4 separate regions of the Sus scrofa genome follow, and regions 1, 3 and 4 are each linked to region 2. A link is a contact called in public HiChIP or PLAC-seq data. All regions are on one chromosome and are shown on one strand. Each heading gives the region's core, a stretch centred on a gene start, on an enhancer-like site or on the middle of the called end of the contact. The rest is flanking DNA. Distances are from core to core; before and after follow the strand shown.

Evidence for each region. HiChIP or PLAC-seq counts read pairs in DNA pulled down with a chosen protein or histone mark.
Region 1: an H3K27ac HiChIP or PLAC-seq map of alveolar macrophages shows a contact between it and region 2. The contact joins two enhancer-like sites. A contact is called at or near these places in 2 of 2 datasets of contacts at active chromatin or transcription factors (alveolar macrophages and skeletal muscle).
Region 3: an H3K27ac HiChIP or PLAC-seq map of alveolar macrophages shows a contact between it and region 2. The contact joins two enhancer-like sites. A contact is called at or near these places in 2 of 2 datasets of contacts at active chromatin or transcription factors (alveolar macrophages and skeletal muscle).
Region 4: an H3K27ac HiChIP or PLAC-seq map of alveolar macrophages shows a contact between it and region 2. The contact joins two enhancer-like sites. A contact is called at or near these places in 2 of 2 datasets of contacts at active chromatin or transcription factors (alveolar macrophages and skeletal muscle).

The regions. Positions count from the first base shown.
Region 1 is chrX:9,753,541-9,760,759 of Sscrofa11.1, reverse strand. No RefSeq gene overlaps it. Among named protein-coding and RNA genes, the nearest start is that of TMSB4X, 110 kb to the right of the region's middle. Within about 2 kb of position 4,134, at least 22 of the 83 cell types and tissues checked have an H3K27ac peak or open chromatin away from gene starts, as enhancers often do. A contact at or near this core is called in alveolar macrophages, where this site is marked.
Region 2 is chrX:10,061,696-10,069,012 of Sscrofa11.1, reverse strand. No RefSeq gene overlaps it. Among named protein-coding and RNA genes, the nearest start is that of EGFL6, 150 kb to the left of the region's middle. Within about 2 kb of position 1,657, at least 8 of the 83 cell types and tissues checked have an H3K27ac peak or open chromatin away from gene starts, as enhancers often do. A contact at or near this core is called in alveolar macrophages, where this site is marked.
Region 3 is chrX:9,621,669-9,628,380 of Sscrofa11.1, reverse strand. No RefSeq gene overlaps it. Among named protein-coding and RNA genes, the nearest start is that of TLR8, 24 kb to the right of the region's middle. Within about 2 kb of position 3,385, at least 6 of the 83 cell types and tissues checked have an H3K27ac peak or open chromatin away from gene starts, as enhancers often do. A contact at or near this core is called in alveolar macrophages, where this site is marked.
Region 4 is chrX:9,706,148-9,713,092 of Sscrofa11.1, reverse strand. The region is part of intron 2 of LOC106506896 (a long non-coding RNA gene); the gene reads right to left. Among named protein-coding and RNA genes, the nearest start is that of TMSB4X, 59 kb to the right of the region's middle. Within about 2 kb of position 5,327, at least 28 of the 83 cell types and tissues checked have an H3K27ac peak or open chromatin away from gene starts, as enhancers often do. A contact at or near this core is called in alveolar macrophages, where this site is marked.

The DNA of each region.
Region 1 (7,219 bases), core at 2,885-5,384, 310 kb after region 2:
AAATATCTCAAGAACTCTCACATTCCAGTAATAAAAACAAAACAACTCAGTTTAAACATGACCATGAGATTTGATTACACACTTCGCTAAAGAAGAGGTGCAGATAGCAAATGAGCACAGGAATAGATGTTTAACATCATTATTCATCAGAGAAATATGAACTAAACCCACAATGAGATGCCCCTACAAACCCATAAGAATGTCTACAATTCTTTCTTAAAATTGACAGTACTGCCAAGGATGCAAAGCAGCTGGAAATCTTATACATTACCAGTGGGAATGTAAAATGGTACTGCCACTTTAGAAAACTGGAAATTTCTTATAAGTTGAATACATAGTTAGCATACAGCTCAGCATTCCCACTTCTAGGGTTTACTCACACAATGGACCGAAAGTTGGTGCCCCCTCAAAATTCACATGTTGAAATCTTAATGCCCAGTAGGGTGGTATCTGGAAAGGGGGCTTTGGGAGGTGATTAGGTCATGAGGATGGAGCCCTCGTGAAAAGGATTTGTGCCCTTATAAAAGGGCTCTTTTGCCACCCCTTTTTAAAAATATGAACTTCAGTTCAGGTGACTTATTTTTGTCCAGAAAACAACTACATACACAGCAGGAGAGCAATGGAAAAATAAACGTCCACCAACAACAACAAAAGAAGAAGAAAAATAAGAAAAAGCTCTTGAATCGTTGCCATTGTTTTCATCTTTGGGAGTCAAATACACAACCTGGGTGACTGACATTTCTTATTTCTGATTCACTCTGACCAGTGCCACAAAGACATGGCCAATTTTTTCCCCATAAATGGGAGGAAAGGGGCAAAGGACAGTATGAGGATTTAAGAGAAACCAAGTATTGGACAATTCTATTCTTTCCTTTGGCATCCCCGTCTTCATTCTATAGTGTTGTGACAACACTACAGGGTCTTAAAATAGTTTCCTCTTCTCTAGCCACGTTTGCAAAGCTGTTGAAGATCTCAAGAATTCAGTGGCCCTCAAGTGGGGAGCAGCTGGTGCGTAGGAATTCACTTGTGAGGGGAGCTGGCAGCCGTGCCAGCAAGACAGCTCCCTCTTCTCAGGCATCAGGGAGCCGTGGATCTGGCACGGGAGTAAGACTTCTTCAAATACTCAGGACAGACACCACACAAGGGTTTGAGTCTCCTTGCTCTGTAGATTCCACATACTTTTTGCTGCCTGCCACTGCCATTCCAATCAGGGCTCTAGTACAGAGCAAATTTTCCTTTTAAAACATTTTCTTTTATAGGGAGCCTGTCCGTGAGCACAATGTTCAATCCCAAAGCCAGAAAAGACCAGCTGTCAAGACACCGGTTGGTGTGAGTAGAAAATGACACGAGGATGTTTTATATGGATGGGTGTTTGTTCTATTCTCATGCTTCGTGATTCTTCGAATTTCTCTACTGGTGAGTCAATGAGCACAAGGCACCCTATTTCTTTAAGAAATTACTCTAGGAGTTCCTGTCATGGCTCAGCAGGTTAAGAACCTGACCAGTATCCATGAGGATGTGGGTTCAATCCCTGGCCTTGCTCAGTGGGTTAAGAGATCTGGCACTGACACAAGCTGTGGCACAGGTCGCAGATGTGGCTAGGATCTGGTGTTGCTGTGGCTGTGGTGTAGGCCGGCAGCTGCAGCTCCAAGTCAACCCCTAGCCTGGGAACCTCCATAGGCCCATGAATATGGCTTTAAAAAAAAAAAAAAAAAAGAAAGAAAGGAAAGAAATTACTGTAATGAATGGAATTGGAGAAATAAGTGATACTTATTATTGATACTTCATTTTTTCTCTAAAAATGTCTTCTTCCATCTAAACCAAGACTAGTGATACTAATTTCTATAATGTTAAGCAGACACCTTCCCTATGGTCCAGAACTTTTATCCCTGGGTATATAACCAAGAGAGATGAAAGCACAGGGCCATAAAATACCATGCTCATAGCAGCTTTATTCACAGCAGGTCCAAACTAGAAATGATCCAAACACTCATCAACATAAGAATACATAAACAAATTGTAGTATCTCTCCTTCCAATGGAATAATACACAGTTTTTGGAATAAAAGAAAATAACACTGATACATGCAACCACATGGATAAATCTCAGAAACATTATGTGCAGAGAAAGAAGCCAGATACCAGAGTATGTTCTTTTTTTGTTTAGTTGGTTGGTTGTTTTGTTGTTGTTTGGCCATGCCAGCAGCATGTGGAATTTCTGGGGCCAGGGATCAAACCCATGCCACAGCAGCGACCCAGGCCGCTGCAGTGACACTGCCAGATCCTTAAACCCCCTGCACAAGGGACCTCCCACAGTATGTTCTGTACGAGTCCATTTATATGAAGTTCATGAACAAGCAGACCAAGTTCATGAACAAGCAGACCAAGTTCATGGGGTTCACTGGAGTGTGAGGAGCATGAGGGTTAACTGCCTGGGAAAGGGGAACACGGGAACTTTCTTGGGTAATTGGAAAGGGTCTACATCTTGATCCAGACAGTGATTACAAGGAGTTATGTGTGAACAGGCATTTATCAAGCTGTACACTTAAGATTCATGCATTTTACTGTATGTAAATCACACCCCAGTTGAAAACCAAAGCTGATAGTGTCCACCGGCATTTGCTGCGGGCCTGATGGAATGTATGAGGATTCCTATTTATAAGCATTAGACTTGGCTTTGAGCCACTTGGCCACCAGGCAATACAGAAAACCAAGTACCATTTCTCATAGTCAGGAGGGAGGAAACACACATTAACCAAGGGTAGAGCACCTACTATGTGCTTGATCCTGTGCTGGGGGGCTCAGAGGCTTCATGATCGATCAAACAGGGTTCCTGCTCACATTCTAGTATAGGGCAACCCTCATGTACAATGATAGGAAATCAAGGTAAAGATAGGTGACTCCGGAGTTCCCATCGTGGCACAGTGGAAACGAATCCGACTAGGAACCATGAGGTTGTGGGTTCGATCCCTGGCCTCGCTCAGAGGGTTAAGGATCTGGCATTGCCGTGAGCTGTGGTGTAGGTCGCAGACGCAGCTCAGATCTGGTGTTGCTGTGGCTGTGGTGTAGGCCAGCAGCTACAGCTCTGATTCGACCCCTAGCCTGGGAACCTCCATATGCTGTGGGTGCGGGCCTAAAATGACAAACGACAAAAAAATAAAAATGAAACAAACAAACAAAAAAGATAGGTGACTCCAGAGAGATTGGAACAAAGCACTGAGATTATCAGGTCATTAGTTCAGCATTCACTGGAAACTGTTAGCTGAGAGACTCAGAGGAAGGGTAGATGCCATGTTTTCATGGAAGAGGGTGCTTCAAAGAGAGAGGGGTGCAAAGAAAGTGGCCATTCTCCCATCAAATCCTACCCCAGAAGGGCTCTGACATTGTCTGTGCTAGAAGAGTTTGTCTGTCAGCCCCAACTGATCAACACAGAGGCACAAGGAGTATCAGGGTATTTTAGTTTGCTGGGACTGCTGTCACAAATTACCATAAACTTGCTGGCTGTAAAAATCAGAAGTTTGCAGTCAGTATCACTTGGGCCAAAACCAAGGTATGGCAGCGTCACACTCCCCTTGGAGGCTCTAAGGGAGAATCTGTTCCTTGCCTCTTCCAGCTTCTGGTGACTGCCTGCATTCCTTGGCTCGTGGCCCCGCTGCTCCACCTTCTCCCTCTCTTATCGCATTACCTTCTTCTCTGCGCATGTACCATCCTCCCTCAGCGTCCTTCTTCTAAGGATACTTGTAATTGTGGGGCCCACAAAGATAATGCACGATCATGTCCCCATTTCAAGATCCTTGACTTAATCACATCTGCAAAGACTATCCTTTTTTTTTTTTTTTTTTTTTTTTTTTTTTTTTTTTTTCTGTATAAGGTAACTTTCACAGTCTCCAGGGATAAAGACCTAATGTCTTTGGGGCCCACTATTCAATCTCCTACATAGGGTCAGCCCCTACCTTGGCCCTGATGCCTGTAAAGAGGAGAACACTGACCTCTGTCTGTCGGGAAGACAGACGCAGTGAATTAAAACCTGAAGGCATGGTTCCGCCTTCTCTGCCACCTTCAACCTAGTTGTATGGGCCGCTGGCTTCCTGGTTTCAGAATGTGTCTCTGAGGAGGGCCCAGACAGAGCTTCCTCAGAGCTGTGGGTGGAACACACTGAACCAAGACTCTCAGGCCGGGTTTCTCACCATGACACTACTGACACTTGACGCTGCGTCATTCTTTGGGGGCGGGGGCAGCCCTGTGCACTGGAGGGTGTTGAACAGCCTCCTGGGCCTCCACTCACTAGATGCCACTAGCACCCTCTCTCGGCTGTGACAACCAAGAATGTCTCCAAACACTGCCAAATGTCCCCTGGGGGTGCAAGGTGCCCCACCTGAACACTGCTGTTCTGCAGGGGGGAGGTGGGGCCTCTCAGGGGTCCCAGGGGAGGCTGGGCTGCCTGGCCCCACCTCCCCCTCTCTTTCTCTGGGTCGCCTCAGGTTTTGTGTTTTTTTGTGTGTTTTTTTGGGGGGTTTTGGTTTGGTTTTGCTTTTTAGGGCTGCACCTGTGGCACATGGAGGTTCCCAGGCTAGGGGTCATATCAGAGCTACAGCCACTTGCCTACACCACAGCCACAGCAACACAGGATCCAAGCCACATCTGAGACCTACACCACAGCTCAGGCAACGCCGGATCCTTAACCCAATGAGCGAGCCCAGAGCTCGAACCTGCAACCTCATGGAGACTAGTCGGATTCATTTTTGCTGTGGCACAGTGGGAACTCCCTCACTTCAGTTTTGAAGACACAGAGGACCGTGTTGCTGGGTCTCTGAAACAGCCCGTGCGCCTTCAGTCTCACAGAGGGGGGCCTTCTAGAACTGGCTTTCCTGAGACTGGGGCCCTAAGTGAGGGGCTCAGCTGCTGGAGTGTGGGCTCCTCTCCAACCAGACAGTTCTGGGCGTGACCTTCTGGGGGTCGCTGGGGACTTTCGCAACCTCAGGCCTGAGACAAGCCCAACGACTTCGCCACTTTCTTCTCATAGGGTCCTGAGGGTCAGAGAAGGTCAATGTCTTAGAGATGAGCGTTCCCAGGGCCATTCTGTACCACGTAAGGCCTCTGTTCTGGCCTGTACACCTAAGAAAACATCTCAGGGGAGTAGAGTGACATATCGTTAAGACCAAGGGGCTTAGACATCTGATGGCTGGGGTGGATTCTTAGCTCCACGCCTTATAAGCTTGGCCCCTTGGGAAAGTTATGTAACCTCTGTGCCTTGGTTACTCCTGCAAACTGTGCCTAAAAGTAGGCTCTCCTTTGTGGGATGGTGGTAAGAATGAGAAGGACGATGCATCGGAAGCAGGTGATGAATATTCACTTGCAAAAGGGAGAATGAAGTTTCTCGCTTTTGTGTCCTATCTCTCCACAAGATTTGATCATTCTTCTCAAGCAGCCCTTAAGGAGAAACTTTAAAGGATGCATTATTTTCCAGAGTCTCTGAGCAAAGGATTTCCTCCACATCAGAGATAAAATGCAGTAAAGCACATGACATTCCTTCAGAATCTCCATAATCACCTAAGCGACCTCTGGTTATTTAAACAAGACGAGTGTCTTTCTGTGGATTTTCAGGTAAATGATATAAAGCCAGAAGCTGCAGAGGAAGCTTTTTACTTCTTTTAAATAAAAGTACAAAATAAATGTTCGACACTGGCTCCTTTCTTTGCTTTGAAGCTGTCCCAGACACACACAGGCAGGCCCAAAGCATCAAGAAAAGTTGTCTTTTGCAACAGGGAGGGACACACACACATACTTCCCAAAGCCTTGCTTTTCAAGTGCATATATTATAAATCTAGTTGAATGAAGCAAGATTACAGCCAAATATGGGCAGAACATGCTGAGAAACCTCAATTGTGATTGGCTCTTCATGTTGCCCCAACAAGAGAACATTGTGGTTTCAACGTCGGCCCCAGGAAGCCTTGAAATCAACTGAATGGTTTTTCAAACTTGCTCTTCATCATTTCAACCAGGGTCCCAGGCTCACTGCTATTGGCCGCCAGAGGAGCCCAGCCCTGAATCTGGGCTGACATTTTCCACCCTTGTTTGACAGAACATAATTAACGAAGAAGCCACACCCCAGTGTCTGCTACATTTGCGTCTCAAGAGGTTTCAATCCCAGCAGTGGGTTGAATTTCAGTTTTCCTTCTTGCCACACTGCCAATCTATACTGAGCAAGCCAACCGGCTTAAACCCTCTGCAAAGCAAGCTAGGGTTCAGCTGGTTTTCCAAGCCCCATTGAAAGGCCAGTGCTGGTAAAAACATGCGGACAGCATAGCGTCAGCTGGACCCAACAGCGATGACCTGAGATGATAAAATGCTTTGCAGCTCAAATTTCCACCAAGTGTTTTAAAATATTTGGCGTTTGTTGCAGGCCTGCAGGCCTTGTGTAATTCTTTGTTATCTGCGGCACAGGCACTCTTTTTTTTTTTTGCTCTTGTGATCAGATCATGAGTCTCTTGCACAATCACCCTAGGAACTCTGGAGGGATGGAGACTGTTAACCCCAGCCTCGTTTTGTGAGCACCCCAAGGCCTCTTTAGATAGCTCTGCCTTGGCTGGGTCTTCCCATCAATCATTTGCACACACGGTCAGGTCCTGTCTTCCAAAGCTTTGACAAGCAGCAATTCAATCACAAGTACTTCATTGGACATTGATGGATATTTTATTACCCCAGGGGACACAGACAGTGATGCAGTCACATCCGGCCAGAAGCAGAAAAGGACCAGGATTGGTTCACCTCCAGCTGCCCCTGCCCATGGCAGAGTGTGCACCAGCCGAATGACCTCAAAGGTCAGCTTGTACATCCGCTTTCCTTTGAGCAACAGCTAATCGCGTTCGCAGGCACCCTCCCCTTCCTGAAACCACAAACCCTGAGTGGCTACCCCGTCACGAACCCAGAGCTGAATTAGGAAGAGTGGGTTTGGGGGACCTGAGGGAAATTTTGGATGAGGTGTACGTCATTTTTCACGTTTAAGGTGAAGGCATTTTGTGCTGGTCTCTTTGGTAAAGGTCAGTGGTTCTGCCAACATGGACCTGGAGGGGTCATGTCCTTCTAGAACAACCTTGGAAAGTACCCGTGGCTGCACATCTGATCCATTTGCCTCTTGGATCTTAAAATTCCAGACATGGAGCTGCTCTGTGCGTTCCACCTTCACTTAAGACACTGCATGGGCACTATCAGTCCCTAGT
Region 2 (7,317 bases), core at 408-2,907:
GCACCACAACGGGAACTCCCTATAACTTTTACATTTTATCCTGAATGTGGGCGGGGAAAAACCCCTAGTGCCAATTTCTTGAAGAAACCTCTTGCAGTCTTGCTGAAATATTCACTAATATTGATTTACTGGAGCTGTGGACTGGCATCCTAAATATTTCACTCTTTTGCAATTTTAAATACAAACGCAGACCTTTCCCCTTTGAGTGGTTCCAAGTGAGAGCTGTGAATTAATTAGAGTCATTTTAATAAACAAAATGTTCTTCTCTAAGTTATAAGCCAAAGAAAACTTCCTTTTGTTGTTGTTGCTGTTATAGGGCCCAAGAGACCATATTTCTTCATGCAGTTTTAGAATCTGGGGGCTCCGCCTCTGAGTCCCAACTCCTGGTGTGCCACGGAGCTTCCTCCTGGTACTGAGAGATGCTCAGAAGAGTGGCTGAGCCACTGAGGTCTCAGAAGCAGCCCCTGCTGCGTCTTCTGTCTCCATCTGTCCTTGGAACCAACAGAATCCACAGGAGGGTGAGTGAGTGCTTAGACTCTTGGCTCTTCTGAACCTTTGAACATCGTGCCTCTGTTGCAGAGCCTGGCTCTGTGGGGCGTGAAAACCATCACCCTCATAGCAGTTTTCATAAAAGTACAGAATGATAGTGTGACATACTTGAACTTGGCTAAGAGAATAGGTCTGACGTGTTCTCACCGTGCCCGCCAAAAGGTACCCAAGTGAGGTGATGGATGTTTTAAAATGCATGGATGGTAGGAATCATTTCACAGGGTTTCTGTGCATGAAATCATCACATTGCACACCTTTGCGAGGAAAAAAAAATCATATGCAATCTAAATATAAACTTTTTTAATTTGTTAACCGTATGTCAATAGGGCTAGGAAAAAAATCACAGAATTACAGGTCCAAGAACAACTGGCAGAAACAGATTTGGGAACAAATCAAGCTGACTTAAGGTAAGCCTCCAGCCAGCTGGTGAGGGACAGTGCTCCAGGGTGACAGAGAGGGACTCATGAGACGTGAGTATTCAGGGCACCCCGCCAGCATGTGTAAGAGGGCCGAATCATGGAGAAATTTGCTCAGATGGTTCTGATGGCCCTGCCCACAGTTCAAGCTCCCTCGGCTTCCCAGGACCTTCCTTGCAGTGGCTGCACCCAGCACAGATCTCACAGCCCCAACGCTTCCAGATCCCATTCCACTGGCCAGGGTTTTAGGACCGGAGGGTACAGAATTTTATTTTAAAATAATGAAATAATAAATGACCAGGCGTGAGCCTCTAGGATGGATTTCCTTGAAATGAACTGGCTTTTCATCCACTGTCTTGGATTATTCACTAGATAGGGAGCCGAGTTACAGCAAAAAGAAATGAAACCACCCTTGCCTCCGGAAGGAAGCTTATGTTGCAAGCAAATTTGACACACACACCCCTGTGATAGGTGGAAGGAACAAAACCGGAAGTAGTAAATTTCTCAGATTATGGAGGTTATTGTGTGTAGCTGCTTCTTTTAATCTCGCCTCCGATATTACTTTTGGATCATAGCATCTTTTCTTTTTCTATTTAGAGAACACACAGCTTTCGATCTGGGTCCCTACTGGGTGTGTATTAAATTCTAATTTGCTGCTGTTACGTAATCTTATGACAGACTAGGCAAGACAGGCATCCTGAGCAAATGCTTGGTTGGCAGCTCTCATTTCCACGTTCCCACATATGTAGTCCATTTACTCCAACCCACGTCAGGTTGCCGGCCATCGTGTGCTGGCCCTCCAGCACAACAGAAAGCTCTCCAACTGGTGAACTTTGTCCTAAGGGACCCCTCACCCCTGGCACCTGTCAAAACAGGCCCGGAGGCCATCTCCTACCCTTTCCACGTATGTGTTAAGCCTTCTCAACAATGAGTGCACTGTCTCTACTGGAATTCTGGGGGCTTCTAGCATTCTGGCTTAAGAATACAGTACTGTCTTTTAAAAGGCTTGATTGGAAGGAAACAGGAAATTGGGCAGCTGAAGATGATTCCTAATCATGTTCTAAAAATAATCCATTGTGGAGGCTGGCCTGGAAGTGTGGCTTTCCTTAGATGCACACAGATCACTGCTGCAATGAGCAAGGTGCTTATGCATTTAAACGTAGCAGGCGATGTAGACCCACAGCCACCACTCTCATCAGAATGGACTTGGGGGCCCATCCGGCAGATGAAGCAGCGGTGCTCCAGGGGGCTCCCTTCTGAGCCTGTCTCAGCTGAAATGACCTTCCCCGTCACTTCCCCCCACAGAATTGTCACTATCCATTTACAATCCGCCCTGCTTGCTGTCGGCCTGCAGCCTGGCATCTGGGGGCTGAGCCGAGCCCCTTCTACCGGGTACTCCCCCTCTCTCCTCCACCAGGCTTTCAAAATGCACGAGCATTTTTTCCTTTCCCGTTCTTTTATTCTACAGAGGTAGCACATTTAGTTCTAGTCAAGCAAGAATCTTTTATGGACGTAGATTTTTATTTCAGCTCTCTGCAGGTGGAAGGGGGCGGAATAAGAGGGAAAAAACAGATGCCAACCCTGGCAGGTGGTTTTTGTGCTCAGGGACCGAGCTGGAACACCGGTACCCGGAGGTGGTACTCACAGGAAAATTACCAAGCAGGAAGATGCCTGGATTCCTGGGACAGAGAGGGCCCAGGACTTGTTCTCCTGGCAGGGCAGATTCTCGTGCGCTTTGAGGTTGATTTCTGTGGTTACTGACCTAAGGTCTGTGGAGAGGCAAACTAATCGAACCAAAAATCAAACCAAAATCATCTACCTGTGGACCCAAGAGTAACAGGAGGGCCTCTAACCTTGGCCTTTGGAACACGTATCTGGTTGGGGCCATAGACCTGGGTGTGGCAGGCCACCCAAGCAGGGAAGGGTCCCAGCTTCAGGCAGAGGCCAAGAGCAGCCTGGGAATCCCATCAAGGTGGCCCCTTCTGTGATGGGGATCCAGGGCTAACGAAGTGTGTCTCCCGGTGGCTGGTATTTTTCCATCTGGGCAAATGAGGAGTGTTCCCAGTTTGTGTAAGCCTTGAAACCGTGGTCCAGGGGGTGGAGAGTTTGCATGTGGTGGAACAGCATTGCCAAGGGGAGTGCGCATGTGGCGGCATGAGCGCACTGCGCATGCGCAGACTCTGGACAACGAATGTCTCCAGGCAAGTGAGCTGAGAGCCGCTTTTCAACGGAGTCGGTGCGGCTGTCGTGAAGAGAAAGCCAGTGGCCGCTGATGGTTGATGTAATGACTGTCATGCCCTTTCATGTTGAAAAGTCCATCTTCTAGAAGAAAAATTACCTGCTTCTGAAGAGCAGCTCTGTAGAGAGCTTCCTCTTCTTTGCACGATACAGTTACTTCTCATTTTTGCCTTATCTGCTTCCTCTTGGACCCTTGACTTGCCATTCAAATACATCACAGAAATACGAGAACTCCAAGGCAGCCAGGAATTTTTTAAAAAATGTTTAGTGGAAGAAAAAGAAGAAAAAAAAACTTGATAGATATTATGAATTATTTTCCTTAAAAAACTATATGCCCAGAACCAATTCTTCTTTGATTTATCAATATCAATTTAACCTGATACTCTTTTTGTCAGCCACGGCGTGCAGCAGCTTCACGTGGGATCTCAATTCCCAGACCAGGGATTGAACCCAGGTCACAGTGGTGAAAGTGCCAAATCCTAACCACGAGACTACCAGGGAACTCTCCCTGATACTCATTTTTTTACAACACAGTTAGCATCTTGGAGATCTTTGCTTTCTGGGAGAGATTCATGAAACAAAGCATGGCTCCCAACACAGGGACAGTGAAAGCACCAAGGTCATTCGAAAGAACATCCTTGGCAGGAGTGGTCGTGAACACTTTCTAAGCCAAAGCGCCTTGTGCTTGACTGTGTGGCTGGAAGGAAGCAACTGACCTCTCCGGAGTCTGAAGGCGCCTGTGGGCAGCTCAACGATTTTTGACAGAACTGCTTGAGGCGACTTCATCTGGTTGAGAAGCAGCCGCTGAATTATTGAACTGCCCCTTTCCCTGCGCACAGAATTCCTCACGTGAACCTGTCTGCCACGGGGATGCTGCATGATAATGGCAAGTCAAGATACAGCATCAAGGAGAAGCCGTCTTTAAGAAGGAGTGTTCTGGCAACTCCTTCTTAAATAGTGCTGGGGTTTGGGATTAATCAAGGCCATCAAGGTCTCCTCGCTGCTCTCTGATGGACGGTCCATGCACACAGGAATGTGATAAATGCTAGCTCATCAGCCACCATCATGTAGGTTTGGGGGAAGAAAAAATGGAAACAATGGCAAAATGTACAGTGTCGGCAGTTCTGACTGGGGAGGGGAAGCGATCTTTCATTCGGCTCCTCTGTTCAAACCCGACTGGTTCATGTCACAAGAGCAGGGCCATGTGGGGGGCCTTGGGACGCTGTGGGCTGAGGGTCAGGGGTGAGGTTGGGCAGCTGTGCTGATGGTGCCCATAATTATGGGCTCAGATTCTTCTCGGATCTGCTAAGGCAGGGTTATTCAACCTCCAAGCTACCAATGTAATCACTCTTTGTCACGAGGAACCTTCCAGAACACTGCTCGATGCTTAGCAGTAAATACGCCCTCCACTCACTGGCAGCGTCCCCCTCCCCACCACCCAATGACTTGTGATAACCAAAAATGTCTCCAGACATTGCGGAGTATCTCCTTGGAGTGAAGCTGCCAAATTTAGCAAAAAGAAATAGAGGATTCACAGTTCACTTTGAATTCAGGTTAAATAACTTGCTAGTATGTTATGTCCCATGTAATATTTGGGACATACATATTCCAAAAAATTATTTGCCATTTCTTTTGAGATTCAGATTTCAGTGGGCATCTGTGTTTTACCTGGTGACTGTCCTGGGGGGAACAAAACTGCCTGGCTTGAGAACCACTAGGTTTATGTCTTCCCCCTTTGAAAGGGCAGAGGAACCAATCTCTCATTATAAAACCATCACTTTAGCAGAAGGGAGGGTATAGATAGAAAATGGCCAATGAGCACATGAAAGGATTCTCAGCATCCCAGGTCATTAGGGAAATGCAAATCAAAAGCACAGTAGGCTACCAAGCCATACCCACTCAAACGGCTAGAACCAAATACGCAAACAGTACCAAGTGTTGGCAAGGAGGCGGAGCTGTCTGAAGAGGTGTCTCCAGCTGAATTCTGCTCTAAGGCCTTGCAACATATCTTCCTGTGAACAAATGAAGTGCTGAGACTTCACCTTCTTGATATGGAAGGAACAATTAACATGAGAACAAAACACAAACCCATGTTTTCATAAAATACCCACAATTAAGGCAGATTCTTGTTGGTTTGCATTGGGTTTTCCTTACTCCCATCCATCACACACGCTGCTAGAATAGTAGCCTTTCTCTCTCTCTGTCTTTCCTCTTTCCTCCCTTTTCTTTTTTAAAATTTTTTTTAGCTTCACCCATGGTATATGGAAGTTCCTGGGCCAGGGATCGTATCCGAGCTGCAGCTATGACATATACTGTGCATAAGTGTGGCACAGCCAATCCTTAGCTCACCGTGCCACAGTGGGAACTCTGAACAGTAGCTTTTCTAAAACAAAACTCTGACTATATGATCCTACTCTGTGACTATCTTAATGGCTGCCCACGGATGACAGGACCATCCAAATGCCTACCACGGCATCTAAGCCCTTCCACATTGAACGCCAACTCTCACCTCCAGTCTGCATGTTAGTAACAGCTTTACTGGGATGTAATTCACACACCAAGCTATTCACCCACTTAAAGCGTACAATTCAGTATATTTTAGTAAATTCACAGCATTGTGCAGTCATCACCACAGTCGATTTTAGAACCTCTTCATCAGCTCCGAAGGAAACCTCGTATCTGTTAGCCGTCACCCCTCATTTTCCCTCAACCCCTTCCCCTCTAATCCCTGCGACCTTTTGTGTCTGGCTGCTCTCACTGCGCATACTATTCTCAAGGTTCATCCACACTGTAGCACATTCATTCCTTTTTATTGCTTGAGTAATTTTCTACTGTACGGATAGACCATGTTTTCTTTGTTGTGTTATTCATCAGTTGATGGACATTTTGGCTATTAGGCTAATTTAAAAATGCAGAGAACAAGGTAACCGGCACCCATATATGAGCCTCTGTTTCTGCAGTGGATCTATGTGAAAAGCAAATGATAGATACTGGATATAAAGCACCTAGCACAGAGCCTGGCTCCAAGTTAAAGCTGGGTTAGTAGGAGTCAAGAACTGCCATCCCCTGGGGATTAAGGGATACACACTACATATAAAATAGATAACCAACAAGGACCTACTGTATAGTACAGGGAACTATATTCAGTATCGTGTAATAACCTGTGACAGAAAAGAATCTACATATATACAAAAAAAAATATATATATATACACACACACACATATAAATCTGAATCACCATGCTGTACATCTGAAACTAAACATAACATTATAAACCATCTATGCTTCAATTAAAATTTAAATTAAAAAAAATTTTCTTTTGTCTTTTTGCCTTTTCTAGGGCCGCCTCCTATGGCATATGGAGGTTCCCAGGCTAGGGGTATAATCGGAGCTGTAGCCACTGGCCTACGCCACAGCCACAGCAGCTCGGGATCCAAGCCACGTCTGTGACCTGTACCACAGCTCACGGCAACGCCAGATCCTTAACCCACTGAGCAAGGCCAGGGATCGAACCCACAACCTCATGGTTCCTAGTCGGATTCGTTAACCACTGCACCACAATGGGAACTCCTAAATAAATAAATTCTTAAAAATTATTGTTCCCACATGTGAGAACACTCCATGGCCATCATAGATGGGCTCAACCTTGCATGAAAGACAATCCCAAACTAATGAGGTTTAATCTCTACCATTTTTCATATATTGTAAATTAAGGTGGATTGAGATATATTTTTAACATTTTCTGAGAGTGTTACTGTACTCGTGCTGAGCCCAGAGGCTCCCCTGGAAGGGTAAGGGCAGGCTGGAGGGCACAGCAGTAAATAGTCGAATGTTTATATTGTTCAAGTTCAGACCCACATCTGCTACAAGTCTCACGCATTTTCTCCCTTTGTTTACTTCCAGCTCCAATATATGTCCTTTAAGTATTTCTCAGGATTCTTATCAGTTCTGTGCTAACCAGGGACTGCTTGCATGATTAACTCTCTTGTCTCAAACAGCATAAACTGAAATGGAAATGCACATGATCAAAACTAGTTTAGAGTCAATGTACAAAAAATGCTAACTCTAAGACTAGAATGAATTTATGCCATTTAAAAAGCTTTAATCCATTCT
Region 3 (6,712 bases), core at 2,136-4,635, 440 kb after region 2:
ACCGTATGTCAGCATGTATGCTCCTTTGGGGGCAAGGGATGACAAGGATAAAATCTCTTGTGAGATTCTGCCACATTTCTTCCCAATTCCACATGCAGTGATGTCACACTGGTGTCTTGAAATCAACCATGGTGGGAGCATTTATACCATGGAAATGGGCAAACACTACATATCAGGGTGCTGCCCGCCCCTCTCCCTGCCCCCAACCAGCTGTTAAGCATTCCCAGCACATCACAGCTTTATCCCATTATTTGACATACCAGCTGACATGGTTATTGTTTCTTCGGAGTACAGATGAGCAGGGGGAAGCTCCAAGCCAGTGAGAAACCTGCATCAGTGCACGTTGGCTGGTAAGAGGGGGCCGGTGCCAGCTTGTCATACACTCCAAAGCTCTAGTCCCTCCACCACACCCCCACAACCACACTATACACCCCCCTAACTCATCCTGTTAGGATGGTTAGTCTAACTGTCCCAGAGGCTTCATGGGGCAGATGGCCATTTTTTGGGCCATGAGAATGAGGTTTCCTGGGACTCACCCAGGTCACTGCCTCCATTGGTGGCCCCTGTGTATTAACCTTCAAGCCGACTTGACCTCAATTGTGCCTGGAGCCTTCTACTCCAGGGTTTAGGCAACATATGGAAACAGTGACCTCATCATCCAATGCAAAGGTTCAAAGGGATTTGATGCAAACAAATTGCCAGGTCACTCAAAAGTCAAAGTGCCCCATGGCTTCCTTTTAGACAACCTGGAGGTATGTGAAGGTCAGCAAGTACAAGCACTCCATTCAGAGATGGAGAAAGTAAACAGCAGGCTGGCATCCTATGGGAGCAGTTAATGGAGGCGATTCGAGAGAGAAAAAAAATGGACTCTGCTCCATTTTGATCAGGTTTCCATTCCTCTGACCCTATGCTAACGGGGGGTTTTATTTTATTTTTTGGCTGCCGCGCGGCATGCAGAAGTTCCCGGACCAGGGATCAAACCCGTGGCACAGCAGTGACACCACCAGATCCTTCACCACTAGGCCACCAGGGAACTCCAGGGGTTATGTTTCAAACTGGTGCTCAAGGCAGAAGGCATCTAGACTAGTTGGTGGGCGTGGGAATTCACAGAGGAACAAAGGCTCACAACTAACAATGGTTCTCAGTCTTGGCTGAACGGTGGAATCACCTGGGGAGCTTTCAAAACTCCAGCACCCACGTTGTGTCCAGATCAGTTCATCAGACCCTCTTGGGTGGGACCCTGGCCTTGCATTTGCCCACAGAAACTCCCAGCTGATCTAGGTTTGACCGGCTGCTGCCGAGCTTATTTTCCGCACTCCCGCTTTCCTGGGGGTTTCTATTGTGTGTCAAAAGTCTGTTTGGGAAAAGCTTAGTATCCAGTTACAGCTAAAGGCCCTGGCTGGGCAGAAGGTGAAAGGCCTTAGAGCATTTTCTAGAAGATGTTTCAGGGAATAAAAAAAGCCCCACACCCAGCAAACCAGTTTTCCCAGCCTTGTATGACATCACCAGGAGCCAATAAAAAACTTTCACTTGAGTTTACTGGTTCATGTCTACATGGATTAAACCTAGAAACTGCTGGACAAACTGTGTACGCTTAGGTCACCCCCCCCCCCCCCCGCCGCCCCAAACTGCTCTTTGTATGAGATCGAGCCCATTCTCTGATTTGCACTAGATCCAGCCTTTTATCGACTCGCTTTTTTTCCACGCACTTGCTCTGAGGCTATGGTAGTAGTACTGGTTGGAGGAGGGTTTGTGTCCACAGGCAGGTGAGAAGCCAGCTCTCAGAATAAACAAAGATTCCACACCCTAGCGCCTAGCGAAGCGGAAAGCCAACGCTTTTGGTAGACTGTGGCTGCCCCCTGCCGGCAGTGATTGGCATTGACTCGTGGGGAAGCGTTGCAAGCCCCCCGCAGTCCCCGCTGGACCCACCTCATGCTGTGGCTCCAGACTCAGCAGCCAGGCTGCCGGCGGCGGAAAGAACTTTCCAGGAACCTATCCGATGGGGTAACGCGAAAAGGAAGACACACGCATCTAGGAGTTTACATTGTCTTTGGACCATGTTCACCTGCATCTTAAATGAGCCTTCCTTTGCAATGTTTCATGTTCTGTGACCAGAAAATCATGATGGCGTGTTCAGATTAGTGCCTAACTTGCAACTTCCGGCCACTGGAAGCTGAGCAGCTATGCAGAGCCATCCAGATGAGGTGGAGGAGCAGGGAGACCCGAAGAAGCCAAACTGTTCAGAAGGCGTTTGCTCAAACTACATCCCCTCAGCATTGCCCAAATGGACATCATTAGAAACATATTCATTTGGGCTTAAGATACTGCCGTCCGTAAACGAACCATGGAAATCTCTGGAAAGGCTAATATGTGCATCACTTATATAATGAATGTATTTATCAGATCACTTTCCAGAATTTCATTCCCCATGTATTCAACAGTTGCCCTAACATCCACTGGGCTTGGCACTTGGGGCGAAGGCGGGGGCGGGGGGGGGGGGATACAGGCGTGAGGAAATTGCGGTTCCTTGACTGCGGTTCAAGGAACTTTTGGTCTTGTTGGGGAGGGATCTGAAGCGACTAATTGTGACCGAGACAACACAAAGAAGTGCCAGGATAGGGGAGCAAAGTGCTGTCAAACATGGAAACCGAAATTGTTCATTTTGAGTGCGGTACTTGGGTGATGCTTGGACCAGTGGGTCTCCAAGCATGGTCTCCACCCAGAAGCATCAGCATCACCCGGGAGCTTGTTAGAGATGCAAATTCTCAGGCCTGCCCCGGGCTGTTTTAACAAGCCCTCCAGGTGATGCCTGCCCAAGCTGAAGACCCACTGCTTCAAAGACAAGATGATGTGGGCTGGAAAGAGGACCCAAGGGACACATGGGACTTTCATAATTAAGATGGGCGGGCATTTCTCATCCTCATCCCTTATATCCGTATGGTGATTTACACCCTAGTATGTGATCTGACCTTTACAACAGGACATGAGACAGAGAAGGAAGCGAAACAAGTTTAGATTTCAAAGCAAATAAGAACTGGGTACAAATTCTCACTCTGACACCAAGCTGTGTCAGCTGGAGCAAGACCTTTAACCTGCTTTCTTACCAGTAAATGGTTACAGTTCTGTTCTCTGTGGGGATTTTTGGTAAGGATTAAATACAGAGCTGCTGTTCACTAAATGGCTATTATTTCTATACATTATTTTTATAAACCCCTGTTGGGAGTGAGAAAACCCAAGCTTGATTGTAGTTGTGAGGCTGCCCCTTGGGTACCTGACTCAGTCCTGGGGTGGTTTCCCTCCCAGACAGTTTTCACTACAGAGGAGGCCTCTACAAGGCCTTCTCTCTAGTTACAGATTTGTCGGCATTTCTGGGTTTACCGCATGGGGAACTCTAGAGGGCGCCAATGGTTCATGAAAATGGCAGTCACTGACGCAGAGCTGGAAGCTGAGTGAATACCGAGAAGTAGCGAGAAGGTGGAGTCGCACATAAAGTGAACATATTGCTTTCTCCCCCAAACTAGCCACTTTTAGGCCATGTGCATCATTTCTACGATAAACATTAGATGACTATCTGGAATTTTCCAAATTTTATTCCGTATTTATTAAACAGCTGCTCTAAGATGCTCTAGGGAGGAGACACGTGTGGGTAACATTGTGGAATAAACCCCCTCCTGTTTTTTCCCAAGTTTAAGGACTAAAGTAAGCAACTTTTTATAATCTATACCCAATGGATGGAGATTTGAACTCTAAGAATTTAGTAAGTTTTTTTTCTCTACAGGTGGAGCATATAAACTGGCATCCAGTGGGTAGAGACCAGGGATGCTGCTAAACATGCTACAGTGCACAGGACAGCCTCCTCCAACGGAATAGTCTACAGTCCAAAATGCCAGCAGTGCCAAGGTTGAGAGATCCTGCGCTAAAGATTCTCACCATCACCCCAAAGTCAACACATCAAAGATGAAGACTTGCATTCCCCAAGTTTACCAGATCTTTTTAAAATTTTTATTTTTAGGGCCCCTTTTGTGGCATATGCAAGTTCCCAGGCTAGGGGTTGAATCTGAGCCATATATGTGGCCTACACCACAGCTCGTGGCAATGCTGGATCCTTTGCCCACTGACCGAGGCCAGGGATTGAACCGACATCCTCATGGATATTAGTCAGATTCTTAACCCGCTGAGCCACAATAGGAACTCCTACCAGATTTTACAAATGTTGCTTCATTGTCTTCCCAACTCTGTCAGGCTAAAGCCTTTCACATTCCCTGGAAACCTTCCTGTGCTTTGCTCCATAAATCTATTTGGTCTCCAAGGTGTGTGGATTTTTGCCTATTTTGAATTCACGGCTTGCCATTCTCCCCAGGCAAGTATTACTATCCAGTATCCTTTGTCCAGGATCGTCTCTGCTGGCTTTGTTCTCCTGGGGTTCAGGAATCCTGCACTTACCTCTTCTAGTCTCTGTGTCCAGCACTGTGCCCAATGGGTGGCCTATTTAGCAAGAAATATCTAGGAGTCTTTAGGGAGAAAGATTTCTGGCTCAATACAAACACAAATTTCTAACAAACAAAAAAAGTATACATAGAATTTAAAGGCATTTTTTAATGTGTATGTTATTATGGCAAATTAAATGTGCTTCATAAAGGAAGGATCAATATGTGGACATAAATTTTAAACTTTCTTTTGGAAGCTCTGCTCAATCATCATTGTAATGTACTTCCTATCTCTTAATTTGTTTATAGACCTGTCACACACTAAGTCCTAGAGACCATAGGTAATGTATGGGTTATTATAGCCTGTGAAGCTGAGTTTATTTTTTGTTGCTTCTCTCAACTGCCTCCGAACCATGGCTTTTCCCACTCACCCCAGCCTTGCTTCTTCCCTTGGCTACATACTCACCCATATTTTCCCTGTTCTTTCTTCCCCACCACCTTACACAGATAATACCTTACACAGTTAATACCTGTTCACTTTTAGCTACTTTTTAGCTCTTGTGCTAAACCAGGAAAAGAAATTCCCTAAGAGGGAATCCTCAGGATTTGGGGTTTTTTTGTGTTTCTGTGGTTTTGATTTTTTTTTTTTTTTTTTTTTTTTTTTTTTTTTTTTTTTTTTTTTTGCTTTTTAGGGCCACACTGGTGGCATATGGAAGTTCCCAGGCTAGGGGTCCAAAGAGAGCTGCAGCTGCAGACCTATGCCACAGCAACACCAGATCTGAGCCACATCTGTGACCTATGCCGCAGCTTGTGGCGATGCCAGATCCTTAACTCATTGAGCAAGGCCAGGGCTTGAACCCACATCCCCATGGAGACTAGTTGGGTTCTTAACCCACTGAGCCACAATGGGAACTCCCTGTTTTTTTGCTTTTTGATGAAGTGATGCTTTTCAGTCACCCTGCCATTATTAAACAGAGAGTATAAAATAACATTTTCACAGAAATAGAGAAATTGCTGTGTTATGCTTTCATTTTCCTCACAATCTCCTTATTTTAAATTTTATTAACTAAATTTCTTAATATCTACTAATCAGTCAATAATGACCATCTTTATAAATACATTTCCACATACATCTATATGTATACATTATACATACATGTACACACATTTTATATCCATTTCCAATGTAAGCAATATCGCCAGAGTATCCAAACTTGGTTGGATCTGGTTGGTTGATTCAAAGGTGGAAATACTCCCAAGATTAGAGGTAAAATGTTTTAGCCATTGCCACTGACATCTTTGAAAGCTCAGTATTTCTTAATAAGTCCCTAGAGAGCTTGTTCAGCCACAGCAAACATTAGTCCAATCAGTGGAAGGATCATGTCTGTTTTCAGCTTATGTCAAGTACTAAAATTATCCTCCATAAGGCCAATGATGTTTGAGAAATGAATATTAACCTCTTCATACCATACCAAAGAAGGTCCATCATTGTTACTGTTTCATCATTTATTGTTTCTAAATTATAATCTTTGTTGTCACTTCTCTCTTTAGAAGCCATCATGTCCCCTTTGGAGACCTAGCAGGGCCAGTTCAAGGAGCCAATCAGCTGGATATAAAGGCCTCAAGGCATAGGGCCTAGATTGTTATTTAGGGGGCTTTAAAAACAGAACAATCCATGTCAGAATAGTCACTGTCCCCATGCACCTGTCACTAGGTTGGGTGAATCTCTATTAGGCCTTCAAATCCCTCTTGAAGATGGCAGTGAATACTGGGAATTCTCTAACAGCCAAGCAGCTCCTAAAGCTCTCTGTATTTGTTTATGGATCACCACATGATTTCTATACTGTTGCACTCAATTTATGACATCACCCCTTGCCTTCTTCTTTTCATCTATGCTGTACTTGCTCTGAACCACAGCCTAACAACATTCAGAGAATACAAATGATTTCTGCTCAAGCGCAGAGCCTCATGGACTCAGCCTCATGTCATCCAAGAGGGTTGGCACTGTCTGGTAGCCAAAGGACAACAAGCCTGCCCCTCCACATAGGTGCTGGAGTGTGACATTTGACAGTGTGACCTCCTACTCATACTGCATCTGTCCCAGCGTGCAGCTAGAGAAGTCTATCTGAACCTTCATTCATGCATTCATTCATTTGTTCACTTGAAACATATGTATTGAGAATCTTTATTGTGTATCGGGCATTATAGTGAATATCGGGGATGGAATATTGGACCAAAGACACCTTCCCTCATCCCTGGAGGTCACAGTCTAATGGAAGACCTGT
Region 4 (6,945 bases), core at 4,078-6,577, 360 kb after region 2:
TTGCCTCAAATAGACTTCCTCCCTTTACAAAGCCTTAAAGATTTGCATATTGAGTTGTTTCTTTCTGAGAAACATCTCACAAATACTCGAGCTGAGAAAAGAGATAAATTGCCCCATCTGAGAGGTGAGGAGAATTTCTTGAGGGTCTTGCAACTTGGACACTTGGAGTTCTTAAAAGAATGCTCTGCGCCTGTCAAACACTGCAGAATCCTTTTTGGTTTGTTTCTCAGTGGTTGTGCAAAATAAGTAGCTCTGTAATCCTCATTTGTCTCCACCTGACATCTCATCCTGCTTTGTGACAGAGAATTGTTCCTTGATTTGACATTCTTTTAAAGAAAAATGAGCTGGCATTGAATTCTTAGCTGAATACCGCTAGTTGGTGTGTGTGTTTCCAATTACATAACAGGCCTGGAATACCACTTTCAGCTGAACTCCTTGATGAGGCATTTGTAAACTGTATTTACCCAGATGGGCTATAAAATAGTAAGAATGGTTGCACAAAGCTTTCAGCAAGATTTGTCTTCTTTCTTAACTGTTACACATCTTTAGCTCGAAACAGAGGGAAACCTGAGGCAAGGATGGCTTAAAATTGCCCAAGGTGTCTCATTGGCTAATTGGGGTGTCAAGTGGATGGTGGGGAAATGGGGCTAGCTGGTTTTCTTTAGTGTCAGTAAGCCGGGATTCCCTTTGGGTTATTGAGAACTCCCAGATACAAAGGTGGGCTGACTTGAAGTGGGAAGATGGCTTCCAACCCAACAATGGAAATGATGCTGTCAACAAGAATCTTAACATCAAGGTGTGGAGGTTGAGTTTCAGGCTGGGGCAGAGCCTTCCAAGGTGTCAGCTCTGCCTGTGCCTTGGTTGGGAACCCATGTGAGCAAGGGAGTCAGAGTGGTAAGGGCCTGGAGTGGACAGTGAGGAATCAGGCACAGGGGTGGTCTTGAGAATCCACATGGAAATGGAGGAAAAGTGGTAGACATGATCGTTCCTGATTTCTGAGGCAAGGGACCCTCATGTTTCCATCTTAGGCAGAACAGACACTTTGCCCAGTGGAGCATGGAAAGGCCTAGACAGATTCTGATCCAACTTTACAGTTGCTCGTCTAGAAGGTGGAAAAGGATTTTGAGAGTTTCCTGGCAAAGGAAATAGGCTTGTGTCTGCAGCTAAAGGGGGCTCAGGTTGGTTGCTTCTTCTGGAATGATATCAGTCAGGGAGAACTGTGGCTGCACTCTGTGGGCTCCAATGAAGCTGTGAGCAAGAGGTCAGCACAGGCAGGGGGAGAGCCTCACCGGTGGAAGAGCAGGTGAAGGAGATGTGCCCGGGAGATAGGCAGTGAGAAATGTGTGCTTCAGGTGCCCCTGATGTGGTTTCCTTTTCTTTGCTTCCTCTTGAAGCAATGCAGTTCATATGATGGTGAACTCATCACAAAGTTGAAATGAACCTGAGTTGCGGAAAGACATACATCACGTCTCCTAGGACATTCTGCCTGCTCCAAACCTCTGCAAGCCATTGGTTGGACAAGTTTTCAACTTTGTAGATTCACTAGAGAATCATGTCATGCTGAGCGTGAGTGAATGAAATAGGGTAGGACCAAATGAAATGCCCTGAGTCTACAGCAGGTCCTCCACCCTGGTACTCAAGCCTTGTCAAGACTTGTGAATCAATGATTTTTATTAATTTTTTCTTTTTTGGCTGCCCTATGGTATATGGAGTTCCCAGGCCTGGGATCAGATCTGAGCCACAGCTGTGACCTATGGCAATGCTGGATCCTTTATCCCACTGTGCCAGGCCAGGGATCGAACCTGAATTCTGGTGCTGCAGAGGTGCCACTGATCCCGTTGCACCACAGCAAGAATGCCTGTGAATCATTTCTGAAAGTAGAGAATTTCATATAAAATAGCTAATCAATAAGGACCTACTGTATATCACAGGAAACTATACTCAATATTGATAATAATCTGTAAGGGGAAAGAATCTGAAAAAGAATAAATGTGTGTATATAAATGAATCACTGTTCCATGCGTCTGAAACTAACACAGCACTGTAAATCAATTGTATTTCAATTTAAAAAAATAAATAAAAGTAGAGAATTTCTAAAAGCAGAGAATTAGTATATCCTTAAAGGTATCTTAAAGCAACCAATCCCCAAACCGGGTGATTTATTTTCACTCATCCCATTGTCACACTGAACACCTTTGGCCTTCATAATTTCTTGACCCCTATTTTCATGAACATGAACATCCAGAAATTGTTGCCTAAGACAGCCCGGAAACACATCTCAATCGTGTGTGGGGAGGGGACATCTAACATGCAAAAATACCTACTGAGCAAGTAGAAATGAGAAAGGGTAAAGAACCAGGAAAGAGAGAAAACAAATGAACAACTCTTGAAAGTACCTGGAAAATCATTGAATAGGCATCATAAAATACAAAGCAATTTCAAGAAGGAACTTCAGAAGTTGCCGAACCCATTCATTCAGCAATTGCGGTACAGGCTGGGAGCAGAGCTTGACTCAGAGTGCTGAGGAATAAAAAGATTCAGTCCCCAGAAAGCCAAGACTGATGTGTGATAAAAACCAAAACTGTAGGGAGGATCAAAACTAATTGAGCCTGCCCAGCAACCTTATGTTCTCAAAGGAAAAATTCGAAATCATAAATTTAATATCATTATAACCACAAGAACAAAATTCATTGAGAATACTCATAAGGGACAAAACAAAATATTATGTTGGTCTTCTGAAGGAATATTATCAAAGAATGTTTCATACACATGAAAACATGCTCAATATCACCAATTATTAGAGAAATGCAAGTCAAAACTACCATGAGTTATCACCTCACACCAGTCAGAATGGCCATCATCGAAAAGTCCAAAAACAATAGATGCTGATGCTGGAGAAGGTATGGAGAAAAGGGAACCCTCTTACACTGGTGGTAGGAATGTACACTGGTACAACCACTATGGAAAACAGAATAGGAGTTCCCATCGTGGCGCAGTGGTTAACGAATCTGACTAGGAACCATGAGGTTGTAGGTTCGGTCCCTGCCCTTGCTCAGTAGGTTAATGATCCAGCGTTGCCGTGAGCTGTGGTGTAGGTTGCAGACATGGCTCGGATCCCGCGTTGCTGTGGCTCTGGCGTAGGCTGGCGGCTACAGCTCCGATTCGACCCCTAGCCTGGGAACCTCCATATGCTGCGGGAGCGGTCCAAAGAAATAGCAAAAAGACAAAAAAACAAAAAAAAGAAAACAGCATAGAGGTTCCTCGGAAAACTAAAAATAGAACTACCATATGATCCAGCAATCCCATTCTTGGGCATCTGTCTGGAGAAAATTATAATTTGAAAAAATACATGTACCACAATGTTCATTGCACTACTTACAACTGGAAAGACATGGAAACAACCAAAATGTCCATTAACAGAGGAATGGATAAAGATGATGTGCTACATCCATACAATGGAATATTATTCAGCCATTTAAAAAAGAATGAAATAATGCCATTTGCAGCAACATGTATGGACCTAGAGATTATCATACTGAGTGAAGTTAGACAGAGAAAGAAAAAAAAAAATCATAAGCTATCACTTCCACGTGAAATCTAATAAAAATGATACAAAAGAACTGATTTAAAAAAACAAACATACACACAGATTTCCAAACCAATCTTATGGTTACTAAAGGGGAAACCTTTGGGGGGGGGGGGAAATTGGGAGGGTGACAATAACATACACATACGACTGCATAAAACAGATGATTAACAAGAACCTCCTGTAGAGCACAGGAAAATCTATTCGGTAGTTTGTAATAACCTATATGGGGAAAAAGAATGGATATATGTATATGTATGACTGATTCACTTTGCTGTACACCTGAAACTAACACAACATTGTAAGCCAACTATACTCCAATTTAAAAAACAAATGTTTTCTGTTACCAAAGTTAAAAATCTTTGTGGTCTCTGTTCTCTACTTGTTTCCTAACTCTTCTTAACACACATTATTTGGACTGTATGTTTATGCTTTTACGATGGATGTTAGAAAAGAGGTACCTTATCCCATGAGGTACTGTTTGAGAAGCGGTTTGCAATAACAAATCCTTAAGGTTTGAAGAGCAGCTAGGGTTGGTTTAAGGGCTCTCAGTCCCACCTAGTCTGTGCAGATTTTCCGAGTTACTGGGGTGTCTACTTCCTTTGTAAATTAGGATGCTTTTCTCTCCTGTGATTATCAAGGCTGATTGGTTTTGCTCTGCACTTCCCTGGAGGTCCTTGTCTTTTCTTTGGCTCACCTTCTGTTGCCCTTCCTTATTTGTAGATCATCGAAGGAGGCAAGTTTCCTTTGAATGTCATTAACACTTTGTAATTAGCCAGGAAGTTAACAAGAATACCAAATGTCCCTTTCCCATCACAGGGCCAGCCGCTGTTTTGTTTTTCTATCCTGAACTCCAAGCAGAAACTGGCCGGGATATAACTGCCCCTCTAGGCGAAGAGTGATTAATTTCATGGGGAAGTGAAATTCACCCAGCTCTTGACCTGTCCCACTCAGGACTCAGCAAGCTTTTCTTTCCAAGTGCCATGGTTAATGCCTTCATCCTGGAAAGCTCGTCAGCCCTCAGCTTCCTCCTCAAACACAAACCACGAAAGGACTACGCATTCACAGTGCCGACAGCAATGCTACTGAGAGGCAAAACGCAGGAATACCTGGGCTCTGGAATCTAGCAGACTCAAGTTCAAGGGGAGGCCTGGGTAACACCCACTTTTTTAAGTTAGGGGGTGAGGTATAACTTACATATAGTAAAATTCACCAAGGCCTGGTATTTGAACTTGCACTTTTCTGTAATCCACAGAGGAAACTCCACCACATTCAGAGTCAGGAAGTATAGACCCTGGGTACCCATCCCCTTGCCAATGTCACTTAACAGCTCTCACTTCTGTCTGGCTTCTTTTGTAAAACAGAAGAGGGGAACTAGGTGATGGTAAGCCCCCCCCCCCCCCCCGCGCGGGTTTTAAGAAGTTCGTAGTGTTCTGTTTTAAAAGACCCTGAAACAAAACTAAACCAAAAATCTTGTCTTCCCAAAAGATCCTTATCTCATGAGTGAAGTTCAGTGTTGAAAGAACTAAAGCTTCTAGAGCTCAAAGTTTTATTTTTACAGTTGCTGCTGGGAGTTTTGCTAAGCGTGTGGGAGCAGAGAGTTCCCACCCCCTGCTTTTAAGCTAACCCGCAGCCCCATTCCACTCCTCCGCCTTGGTCACCCCAGCCCTCCAGTCCAGAGGCAGTGTGAACAGGAAATCAAGTTTCTCAGAAAGTTCAGGCTACCTTGGACGGGTGCCAGATGGCGCTGGAGTAAAAGTGCCGGAGGCGGACAAAGAAGGTTCTCGTCCTCTGGTTACACAGCTCTCTCCTTACATCTCTCCCTTAAACTTCCTCAGCTTAAATGCCAAAACGTTTCTGCAGCTGGGGAAACAGTGCCGCATTCTTTGGTTGTGGCCTGGGGTATCCGTTCCACCCGTTTTTGAGCCAGACACTTTGGCGTGGCCGATCTTTCAGTTTACCTTGGCTCCCTTCTCCCAAAACCAGAGAAACGAAGCACATGCATTCCTGGGTGGACGTTTACATTTGGAACGGAAATGGGGACATTCACTCCCATAATGTAACCAATTTGGAGCTTCGGGAGGGTGTTCTCCCCAATTAAAACTCTCTGACCTGATTCCCATCATGCACCTCTTCCCCCCCTCCCGGCTTCTCCAACAGGTGGACACAAAAGCTTAATATCTGTGGGCAGTTCCAAGGGAAAGATCACCTCATTTTGTGACTCCTGGCCATTCATGGTAGCCTTGGGGGGTTGTGTGGGGTTTTTTTGTTGTTGTTTTTAAGCCCTATTGGAGAGTCGATTTTCACGGGATCTTGTTGAGTCTGACTGAGAGAAACCACACCAAAGTCTTTATCCTCCTCAGTTTATGGAAGCCGGTCCCAGTATGGGCTGCACTGTTAGGATGGCATCTGATGACCTTTTACTTTGTTCTATTATTTCTAAAGGGCACATGGTAACATACTATAATTTTTCTTTTCTTTTTTTTTTGGGGGGGGGGTGAGGACCACACCTGCAGCATGTGCAAGTTCCCAGGGCCAGGGATCAAATCTGTGCCACAGCAGTCACAATGCCAGATCCTTAAACTGCTGAGCCATCAGGGTTCTCCTAAAATATTTCACTGTGTTTATTGTTTAAAAAAGGAATGAGCACAGGGAACTATATCTAATCACTTGTGATGGAACATGATGGAGGATAATGTGAGAAAAAGAATATATATATATATGTGACTGGGTCACTTTGCTGTACAGCAGAAATTGACAGAACACTGTAAACCAACTATAATGGAAAAAAATAAAAATCATTAAAAAAAAGAAAAGGAGCATGAGAATCAAAGTGATCAGGAGAATTGACTGCTCCTCAGTAAAGCTAAAAAATGCAAAATGTCCATCTCCTTTCATTGGAATATAAAGTCAGGAGAGCTGGGATTCAGGTCTGTTTCCCCTATTTCTCTATCACCAGCACCTAGAATAATACTTGGGACTTAGAGTTGAACTGATGAAACAAAGAGACCCTTGGGCAGAGGAGGCTCTAATGACCTGGTGGCCTACATAAGCAAACCAAAATCTAGGCCTGTAAATACCTCGAGATTACCAAACTGAAACGTAAGGACAACCAATCCCAAACAGCCAACTAGGCTTGAAGTCACAGCCAATAAATCATTTCCTTATTTTGCTTCTGCCCTTTCTCTATAAAAGTCTTTCCCTGAGCTCCAGTCAATGGCCAGCTCTTAACCACTTCCCGTTTGGTGCTGCCCCATTCAAATAGATTTTTGCCTAAACTCAGTTTATCTTAAGTTTATCTTTTAGCACTAGGAAAGAGTTAATCAATCTTTGCTGAATGATTGAATAAATGTATGAAT